Regions from separate parts of the Gossypium hirsutum genome. Here region 2 is linked to region 1. The links are chromatin contacts, called in public Hi-C maps. All regions are on one chromosome and are shown on one strand. The core of a region is the stretch at or near the end of the contact, and the rest is flanking DNA. Distances in the headings are between cores, read along the strand shown.

Evidence for each region. Hi-C and Micro-C count contacts between places; a contact is called where the count stands out from the background.
Region 2: a contact with region 1 is called in a Hi-C map of leaf, with 1.9 times the contacts expected there. The contact joins the promoter of LOC107903937 here to the promoter of LOC107904072 in region 1. A contact is called at or near these places in 3 of 34 Hi-C or Micro-C datasets (callus and leaf).

What each region holds. Positions count from the first base shown.
Region 1 is chrD05:35,509,265-35,511,784 of Gossypium_hirsutum_v2.1, forward strand. It overlaps LOC107904072 (phosphate transporter PHO1 homolog 3), which reads right to left and starts at 1,264. Exons shown (of 11, transcript XM_016830341.2): 1 at 293-1,264; 2 at 1-216. The coding sequence starts at 878.
Region 2 is chrD05:35,680,414-35,682,933 of Gossypium_hirsutum_v2.1, forward strand. It overlaps LOC107903937 (transmembrane emp24 domain-containing protein p24delta9), which reads left to right and starts at 1,264. Exons shown (of 4, transcript XM_016830162.2): 1 at 1,264-1,849; 2 at 1,972-2,181. The coding sequence starts at 1,637.

The DNA.
Region 1 (2,520 bases), core at 14-2,513:
GCTTAGGTACGTTTAGAAAACCTTTAATGGTTGATCGAGGTGTCTCAAGAGTGTTGTTGATTTTAACACGGTTTAGAATTTGCAACGGAGCTGGTTTACGACCCTTAAGGTCATTGTTCACTGGCTTTTGAACTTGAACAATTTCTTCTTTATCCTCATCTGATTCTTCATGTCTGCTTGGTCCTTCTTCAATGACTTCCATGTGTTCAGCTCTCCCTGCAAATGAGCCATAAACACGTTCACAAAATTGGGTCTCTCCCCTAAGTACTAAACATATATGTCTTGTGCTTACTGCTTGCCCTGGCACCAGCTGGAGTCGAAGCAGCCAAGGCGGCGGTTGAGGCGGCCACGTCAGAAGCAAGACGGGTTATCTCGCCGGACCTGTCTTCCCACGACCATCCTTGAGGGTTCTCCACTTTGATTCTGAAAGCAATCAAAGCATCCATTTGCTTGTTCAAGATCTCTGCCTCTTTGGTCACTTCTTCCACCTTGGACTTGTAGAACTTGTTCACCTTATTGAACTCATCATCCAATCTTCTAAAAAACACCAACTCGTACTCTGCCCCATCGTCGGCTTGCATAAGGAAAGTCGTTTCGTAGCTCCGGGAACCGTTACGGTCGACGGAGTTAACTAAAATCGGTTGCTCTTCGATATCCGGTGAAGACGGACTGGTGGGGTGGTTGTGCCTATGGATCAAACCACTGAAAGCTCGATACAGTGTGAGCTTTCGTTTCAGACCACCTGGGGTGGCTGGTGGTCTGGCCCGCTGCTTGAAACCATGGATTTCTTTTAAACGGGTCTTGAGAAAAACATAGTCCATGTATGCTTCTTGCCATTCCGGCACCATTTGAGATGTAAACTCCTTCCCGAACTTCATGTTGCCCGGTTCTGGTTTTGGCACAGTTGGGTTCTTGTGCTTTTTTCACTGTACAATCAGATAATTGAAAGTGAAAATCAAAATTCTAAAAACGACAATATTGAAAATGAAGGGTTCAACAATCGAAGGCAAGTTGGGTTCATTGGAAAAACTTGGTTGTATTTATGAAGGTGAAAACTCTCTTTCATTCTTGGCTATGTATTGCTGCTCCGCCATCCAGGAAAAGAAATTTCAACTTTGGATAAAAGAAAAGAAAATATCCTAGTCTGCGGTGGGCTACGTCTGATTATCTTTTCTAGGGGATTATGAAACTTCTCTCAACTTTACTACATAATTGATACTCTTTCTGAATTATATTTTCTTACTCCATTTTTAATAGCCAATACATGAAAAAATAATGACAGTAGTTTAATTATATTTGGCAATTTTTAAATAAGTATTTTTTTATCAAATATATAAACATTAAACAATTGAAATAAAAATATAATAAAATTTAAAAAGTATGATAAATGAAAAGAAATTAGTTGAAATTATTAATATTATTATAAAAATGTAAAATAATTTGTAAAGAAGTTGTTTAAAATTTATTAAAAAGTTATACAAACTGTACATATTATAAGAATTTCTCCATTCATAAATTATAAGAATTAATTTATTTAAAAATTTTTAAAATTATTAAAAAAAATTTCCATTCATAAAATCATTGTATTTGAGCTCTAATAAAATGCATTAATAATAAAATATTTAATAGTAGAATCAAAATGTTCAGTTATCTAATTACAGTCCGGAAGATTTTTGTACATTTTAATAGAAACAAACGTGGAACCACGAAAAACGACTCTTATAATTTTCACAAAATTTAAATATTTATTTTACAATTTTTAATTTTTAATGATTTTCACAATCTTTTAATTTGTCAAATTTTTTGATAATTTTTACAACTTATTAATATTTATATAGTGCTTTTAATAATTTTTAATTTTTTCTATAAATTTTAAAAGTTATTTTACTTTTTTTATAATAATATTAATAATTTCAACTAATTTCTTTTCATTTATCATATTTTTATTTTTTATTTTTCTAATGTATATTTTTTTTCTAGGTTTTATATATTTTAAAGTTTTTATATATTTATTTCATTTATTATAATTTTTATGTTTATATATATTTGATAAAAGAAAATACTTATTTTTTTAAAAAAGACACCACATGGCACTATGTGATTGGCCACCAGTTTTTTTTAACATCTGTTAAAAAAAGAACTAAAAAAAAATTAAGGGAGGTATAATTTAGGTACCAAATTGAGCAAAAAAACAAATCAAGTACCAAAGTAAAAAATTGGGTATACTTTAGGGGCCAAATTGTGAATTAAGCTTAATTTAGATTTAACCAATGATTTTGGATTCAGATAGGTGGTCGAACCGGTCAAGTCATCGGTTTTTGGTTTTTTCAATTTAAATCTAATAAATTATTAAAAATTAACAAAATTAACAAAATATGGTTCAACCCATTTTTTAACTCAATTCAACTGGACAAGTTAATTTATCTTTTGCCTCTCTCCGAACTAGTATCCTAATAAAATCTCGCTCCAGTTTAAACAATATTGAATTCATCTCATTTTAACAATATAAAGTTAATAATA
Region 2 (2,520 bases), core at 14-2,513, 170 kb after region 1:
AAATTCCCGATCATCCAACTCAAATGATCGTTTTCTTTAGTCAACCTTCTGTTGCCCGATTAGAATGGGTCAGAAGATTTCTTTCTCACCATTAAATATCAATGTTCAAACTTTTTGATGTTGTAAAACTATATAACATATGGATTATGATGTACAATTTCATTTTCATCTAACTTTTTCTTAATATAAGTTAATTATGTTTATGCAGAATATAATTCTCAAGTTATATATTGATTTTAGTGAATTCATATAAGAACATTTTATTATTAAGAATTTTATGAAATTATATATCACTATTAAATTATATTTAATATTAATTATTTTAAATTGTATAAATTCATATAAGAAAATTTATTATCAAGAATTTTATGAAATTTAATATTAATTATTAAATTATATGTAATAATTATTATTTTAAATTATACAAATTCATAAAATATAATTTATTAGTTATAATTATTTTAAATTTTATTAAATCATATATTTTAAATAAAATATATTTAATATTAATTATTTCAAATTTTCATTTATAGTATCATATATTATGATTTGAGTAAATTCATATAAGAATATTAATTATTAAGAATTTTATTAAATTATATATTTTAATTATAATATATTTAATAATAATTATGTTAATTTATATTTTACAGTATCATATATTATGATTTGAGTAAATTCATATAAGAATATTAATTATTAAGAATTTTATTAAATTATATATTTTAATTATAATATATTTAATAATAATTATGTTTAAATATGATTAAATTATTTATTATTGATATTAATAATCTTATTAAAATTTAAATAACAATAACAATAATTATCAAAACAAATTTCTGCTAATTATTAAGAATTTTATGAAATTATATATTTTAATTAAAATGGGTTTAATAATAATTATGTTTAAATATGATTAAAATATTTATTATTGATAATAATAACCTTATTAAAATTTAAATAACAATAACAATAATCATTTACCAAAACAAATTTATGCTAAGGGTATTATAGTTATTTTAATTTTTTCCATTATGCTATTACACCTCTATTCAATTCAACCAAACACAAGATTACTATTACGCCTCTATTCCGTTATATTCAACCAAACAGTTGATTTGCTATTACACCTCTAATCTAATACAGCGAACCAAACGCATTGTTAATGCTTTTATTTTTTTAATATAATTTACAAAAATTAAAAACTTGAGTATTTTCTTTTTGCTATTAATACTTATTCCATCCTATCCAACTCAACTACTGTTATTCCTATCCAATCCCTTTACAATCCTATTACATCTATCACTATTCCATTACAGTTTTTGGCTCTAAGTTTTATTTTAAATTAAGGGTTTTTTTTTTTAATAACAGCAAAACAGTCAGATCTGAGTTTTTAGGACAGAACAGCCTTAGCCCTAATCGTATTTTGTTTCAGTTACGTGTCTCCTCCAATTATATCTCACCACGTCGTGCAGTAATTTTCAGATTTTCTTTTTCCTAATTTCTTTCGTCTTCCACATCCTTGCGACTCGAACTGATTTACTTACAACAGCACCAAAAAAAAAAACAAAGAATCTGTCTGTAACTGTCTTTTGCGTTTCTAGCAGTTGAATTGAAAGTTGAGTGGTTGACTATGATTCTCCGGTCGGTCATAATGGTGGTTGTGGTTGTGGTTGTGGGGATTTTATCCTCTGCGTCGCAAGCATTGCGGTTCGAGCTGCAATCGGGACACACCAAGTGCATCTCCGAAGACATCAAAAGCAATTCCATGACGGTCGGAAAGTACCACGTTGTCAACCCAAACGAAGCTTACCCTTTGCCCGATTCTCTCAAGTTCGCTGTCAGGGTATTCAATTTTATTTTGGGTTTTTAAAATTATTTTATGATGAACTTTGCGAATAATAAGATTGAAGCTTGCTTCGTTTTTTCCTTTCTTGGGGGGTTGGTTACTTGACTGAATGAATGAAGGTAACGTCGCCGCAAGGGAATAGTTTGCACACGGCGGAGAAAGTGGAGACAGGGCAGTTTGCGTTCACGGCGGCGGAGGACGGAGATTACATGGCGTGCTTTTGGGCGGAGGATCATTCGCCGCAGATTATTATGACCGTTGATTTTGATTGGAGGAGTGGAGTTCAAGCAAAGGACTGGTCTAATGTTGCCAAGAAAGGCCAGGTCGATGTAAGTCTCTTCTGTTTTAGCTTATTATTAACTCCTACAATCAACATGATTGGCATGTCTCACAAAATAATAAAATATCAAACAACTAGTGGTAGCTTGGATACATAGGGGTTTAACTATTTGAAGTTTAGGGCTAAGGGTTTATATTTGTTTGCTGGTGGAAAGGGCCATACCCCTAAGTTTAAAATGCACAATATGTTTAAACGTTATTATGCTCGAAACCTAGTTGAAATTTCAGTTCTGTTGAGATTTTGCTTGCTGTTGAAGGTTTACAACTTGTTGAAATTCATTGAATATCTTTCATTTTATCAGCTAAGATTTAGGCAGAAGGTTTGCTAT